2 separate regions of the Mus musculus genome follow, and region 1 is linked to region 2. The links are chromatin contacts, called in public HiChIP or PLAC-seq maps. All regions are on one chromosome and are shown on one strand. The core of a region is the stretch at or near the end of the contact, and the rest is flanking DNA. Distances in the headings are between cores, read along the strand shown.

What was found. HiChIP or PLAC-seq counts read pairs in DNA pulled down with a chosen protein or histone mark.
Region 1: a contact with region 2 is called in an H3K4me3 HiChIP or PLAC-seq map of embryonic forebrain, with 5 times the contacts expected there. The contact joins the promoter of St8sia2 here to the enhancer-like site in region 2. A contact is called at or near these places in 6 of 39 promoter capture datasets (cranial neural crest, embryonic stem cells, maxillary cranial neural crest and 2 more), 2 of 484 Hi-C or Micro-C datasets (cerebral cortex and cortical neurons) and 13 of 115 datasets of contacts at active chromatin or transcription factors (craniofacial prominence, differentiating embryonic stem cells, embryonic basal ganglia and 7 more).

Annotation. Positions count from the first base shown.
Region 1 is chr7:74,012,389-74,015,088 of GRCm38.p6, reverse strand. St8sia2 (ST8 alpha-N-acetyl-neuraminide alpha-2,8-sialyltransferase 2) reads left to right here and starts at 1,407. Exons shown (of 6, transcript NM_009181.2): 1 at 1,407-1,692. The coding sequence starts at 1,595.
Region 2 is chr7:73,629,596-73,632,295 of GRCm38.p6, reverse strand. No RefSeq gene overlaps it. Among named protein-coding and RNA genes, the nearest start is that of Gm26176, 15 kb to the left of the region's middle. Within about 2 kb of position 1,380, at least 14 of the 459 cell types and tissues checked have an H3K27ac peak or open chromatin away from gene starts, as enhancers often do. A contact at or near this core is called in embryonic basal ganglia and embryonic forebrain, where this site is marked.

The sequences.
Region 1 (2,700 bases), core at 158-2,657, 380 kb before region 2:
CCCCACCTTACCACGCTGTTTCCGTATCCTGTCAGCAGGCAGGGCATAGAGGCTCTCCCTGCAGGTGAGAGCTTGTCCTGAATCACACCACTACCACCAGTACCACCACCAACAACAACAACAATAAAAATAAAAACAGCAACAAAACCCAGCAGGCCTCCTGCAGAGACCACTCCCTTTAGCCTGTTCCTCAATGAAGAAGTGTGGGGAGCTCCCTAGACCTTCACACCTTGGCCTGGGAGAGACACGGGAACTACACTAAGGGAACTACTAGCTCCTCCTTGGAGTTGTTCTGGAGGACAACCGACTGGGCATCTCTGTTTATCTACAGGTGCTTCCCAAACAGTAGGGCACTGCATTGACATTCTCAACGCCTCTGACAAGCAACCTCTAGGACCCTTCACTAACCAAAGGACGATCTGGCTTCTTCTGAAAAGTTACATCCAGTGTGTGTGTGTGTTGTAATCTAGTTCTAGTAAAACTTAATGAATGGGTTCTTCCCTCTTGACGCAGCAGGGCAAAAGGTAACGGTAAAGTGAGCTAAAAGGGTCTGAAGCAGGGAAATCGTTCGGTATGGGGTGGGGGGGAGGAGCATCTCCCTTTGTGGGAAGTGTATTTTTCTAGAAGGCCTTTTGATCATGATAGGACTCCAGGGGTTTATTGATTAGACCAGAAAAGAGCACGAGCTAAGGGGATGAAGCACGTACAGTACCAGCCACAATGTGGGTACTATGCCTGCTCTTGGAAGTAGAGCAGGTACTACGGGGATCCCTGGGTTCTAGCCATGACCTCAAACAACTCGAGAGTTCCATGCTCCCGGGCTTGGGTCTATAAATGGACAGAGATGACCGCCCATAGAGAAGGTGGTGTTGTGCAGGCTGAGCACCTCGCCCACCAATTGCCATGAACATCGCTGGTGAAGTTGGCCCCTCTTGCCCATTTCTTCTCCCCTCCTCTCTTCCACTTCCCCTTTCAATTCGTCAACTGCTGAAGCGTAGCCCAGAGGATACCGCCTCCTCGCAGCGCGCCGGAGACCGTCCCCAAGGTGCTAGTCTTTGTGTCGGGAAAACTTTGAGAGGAAGCGAGGGCGCTGGACAAAGAGCGAGCGACGCTAGGCGTTTGCCAAGCAGCCCCGGGTGCTCCGAGTTGTCTGGCTCAGCTCAGTCTCCGGGTCGCTTTCGATGGCCGGAGCCCAGCCTTCCTAGGCCGGGAGTGGCAAGCTCCCTGAGCCCTCTCGGGCAGGAAAAGCAAAGGCGGGTGGGTGGCCGCTAGAGTTAGTGGGAGGAGACCAGGCAAGGCGCGGAGCAAAGCTGTCAAACTGCGCCTGGAGCCCAGTGCGGGGCGGGGGGGAAAGGGGGGGGGGAGAAGGAGGGAGGGGAGGGGAGGGGCGGGCAGGAGCGGAGAGAGAGCGAGCGGGCTCGCCGCGCCAGAGCAACCCTTGTCTGTTGCTGCTGCTGTCGCCTTGGCCGCCGCCGGCCAGGACTCGCCCGGAGCGCAGGGTGTGTGCCCTGCTGCGCGTGGAGCGCGGAGGCTCCTTCAGCCCCAGCTCCTCGCCCCGGCCCGCGCGCGGGTCCCGGAGGGCACCGACCCCACCATGCAGCTGCAGTTCCGGAGCTGGATGCTGGCCGCGCTTACGCTGCTCGTGGTCTTCCTCATCTTCGCAGACATCTCAGAGATCGAAGAAGAAATCGGGTAAATAGCCTCCCTGAGCCCGTGCCCCATCCCCGGCGGGATCTCTTCTTCCCCTGGGCTCCTTACTCCCCATCCGCTTTGTGTGCGCCGCGCCCCCCTGTCGCTCAGCTGGAGGGATAGTGCCGGCGGTTTGGGCTGGGGGTGGCAGTGTCAGGGGCCCGGGACGCTTTAGGGAGTGGATGATGGGGGCGCGGCTGCCGAGGGGCGTCCCCGGGCGGGGTGCACGGGCAGCTGTAGCCGCGCGGCGTGGGGAAAGCGGACTCACCCACCCTGCTCCCTGTCCCCTAGTCCCTTCCCCCGGCGTGTGCGCGCGCGGTGTCGCCGGGGTCGAGGGAGGGCGCCGGGGAGTGTCTCGGGCGGGTAGAAGGACGGAGAGTGGAGGCAGGCAGGAGTTTCTTTGTCTCCGGCTCGGCCGTTTTCTCGCCTTGGCAAAGTGGGCAGGGGGCGCGCGGGGGATCTCTGAGCTGGGGGAGGGGAATCCCCTGGCGGGAGATGAGTGGGAAGGGCTCCGTACCGACTCCTGGGAAGGGGAATGTGCCCTGAACACACCGGTACGCACCCACGCCTCCCGCCGGCCAGCCCAGGATCCGGGCGTGGGGGGTAGCACCGCTAAAGGTGTGGCGCGCGGTGCTGGAGACCAGGGCTCTCCCCTGGCTTTGGGTGCTCTGACAACCCTGCGACGGCCCCAGGCAACCCCAGGTTGCTGAGCGCTCACAGCCGGCGCCAAGACCCGGGGAGGTTGTCGGAAAGTCTCCAACGCCGCCCGGTGGGCTTCGGGGTCCCCAGGAGCGCGCGATCTCAGCTTGTCCCTATCTCTTCAGAGGTAGGCGGGACCACACCTCCAGCTGTGCCTGGTTCGGGACTTCTTGGAATGAGCTGTCTAACTGAGCTGGGCTCATCAATCAGGGTGTCCCGTGGGCTGAAGCTGGCTCCCGATCCTACAGTCTTCTGCACGCGGAGCCCGACCCATGTCCGGAGCCTCCAAACCGTGGTGGAACATGTAGGAAG
Region 2 (2,700 bases), core at 131-2,630:
GGGGTTAAGAGCACTGGTTGCTCTTCCAGAGGTCCTGAGTTCAAGTCCCAGTAACCACATGGTAGCTCACAACCATCTGTAACGAGATCTGACGCCCTTTTCTGGTGTGTCTGAAGACAACTACAGTGTGCTTACATGTAGTAAATAAATAAATCTTTAAAAAAAATTTAGAGCCGGGCGTGGTGGCGCACACCTTTAATCCCAGCACTCGGGAGGCAGAGGCAGGCAGATTTCTGAGTTCGAGGTCAGTCTGGTCTACAAAGTGAGTTCCAGGACATCCAGGGCTATACAGAGAAACCCTGTCTCAAAAAACAAAACCAAAAAAATTTACTTATTTTATGTATATGAGTACCATCACTGTCTTCTAATATACCAGAAGAGGGCCTCAGATCCCATTATAGGTGGTTGTGAGCCACCATGTGGTTGCTGGGAATTGAACTCAGGACCTCTGGAAGAGCAATCAGAGCTCTTAGCTGCTGAGCCACCGCTCCAAACCCCAGGAAATTTTTGTTTGTTTGTTTGTTTTGGTTTTTTTTTTTTTGTTTTTTCTTTCTTTCTTTCTTTCTTTTTTCACTTTGTAGACCAGGCTGGGCTTGAACTCAGAAATCTGCCTGCCTCTGCCTCCCAAGTACTCGGATTAAAGGCGTGCGCCACCACGACCGGCTAGGAAATTTTTAATAAATAAATTAAGTGGATTATTTAAAACAGAAAAATGGGGCTGGAGAGATGGCTCAGTAGTTAAGACCATTGACTGCTCTTTCAGAGGTCCGGAGTTCAATTCCCAGCAACCACATGGTGGCTCACAATCATCTGTAATGGGATCTGATGCCCTCTACTGGTGTGTCTGAAGACAGCTATAATTGTACTCATATACACAAAATAAATAAGTAAACCGAAGAAGAAGAAGAAGAAGGAGAAGCTGGGTGTGGTGGCACATGCCTTTAATCCCAGCACTCGAGAGGCAGAAGCAGGTGGATTTCAGAGTTTGAGGCCAGCCTGGTCTACAAAGTGAGTTCCAGGACAGCCAGGGCTATACAGAGAAACCCTGTCTCGAAAGAAAAAAAAAATAAATAAATAAATAAAAAAGAAAGAAAAATGACACACATCTAGGACACACATGACTCACTCACCTGTCTATCACAGTGTTATGTGTTCTCAGGCGTCTAAGGAAGGGGAAGAAGAAAAATCTGACCCTCTCATACCCTGGCCAAAAGAGGAGCAGATACCGCAGAAGTGCTGGGCCCTGGAGAGGCTGTCGAACAAATGAGAGTGATTTGCTCTGACAGCTGAGCTGCCTCAGCAATCAGGCAGCATTCACTCTGCACAAAGGGGGTCCCATCAGCCCTTCAGCTGGGCCTCTGGGTCTGACATAAGCACTAATTCAGAAGAAGCCGTCGAGTTCATCTTCTGCGTGTTCCTTGTTGCTATGGATAGCTTAGAGGGGATGGAACCCGGAAGCATGCACTAAAGCACCTGCTGAGATGGGGTAAGGGGGGGCACAGTCCAGGGTTAGCCTTCGAGTCGTTTAGATGAAGCACTTTGAATTCAACCCCTGAATAATGGAAAGATAGAATCTCTGTCGTGTTGCTATGATTTAACTACTACCAAAATCCCCGTGGGGGGGTCAATGGTTTATATTTACTGAGAATCAAGAAAGTCAACTAACCAAGTTTAATTTACTTTAGCTTTCTTTTTTTCACCTTAATGCCAAATCGTTTGTTTTTTTTTGTTTAAAGACAGGAATTTGTCCTTGAACCGATGATCCTCCTGCCTTAGCCTCTGGAGTACTGGGATTGCAAGCATACGCCACCACACCTGGATCTTCCTAGTTTAACATTTATTGGCAAACATCCCCTCCAGATAAGAGCTGGAGAATACCATTCATTTCTTTCTCTGGGTGGTTGTTCAATTATTTTCAAAAACATCTGGCATAAAATAAGACATTAAAGGGCACACATGACAGACAACCACATCTGTGAGTGTGCATCCTTTTTTTGTAATCTATCAAGAGAGTCCAGAGCTGGTGATGTGACTCGGTTGGTACAGTGCTGGCCTAACCTGCTCGAAATCCTAGGTTTGCTCCCCCAACACAGCCTGAACCAGGTATGGCAGCACACTTGTAATGGCTCCAATGTGGAGCATGGAGACCAGAAGTTTAAGGCCATCCCTGGGTACACAGAGAACTCAAGCCAGCCTGAGCTACAAGAGACCTTGTCTCAGAGAAGAAAAGAAAACCTCTGCAAGTAGCCACCATAGAACTCAAAGTCACAGATGCTAAGCAAGAATTCTGCTGGAATACTCTCCTAGCCTCTGTGTGTGTGTGTGTGTGTGTGTGTGTGTCTGTCTGTCTGTCTGTCTGTCTGTCTCTGTACATATTTGTACGTGTTTGTGTCTGTGCCCCCAATCAGGTCTAGCCACTCGTCCTCAACAAGCCAACTAAAACTCCCAAAGTAAAAGAGGAAATCAGAAAAAGAAGCTTTATTCGGTATGGCCACATTGGGAAGAGACATGAAGTGATCCATCAAGTCCCTCAAGTCAGTCTCCTGGGTCCTGAAGTGAGATCAAAGTTTTGGTTTTTCGGGACAGGGTTTCTCTGTGTAGCCCTGGATGTCCTGGAACTCTCTCTGTAGACCAGGCTGGCCTCGAACTCAGAGATCTGCCTGCCTCTGCCTCCCGAGTTCTAGGATCAAAGGCGTGATA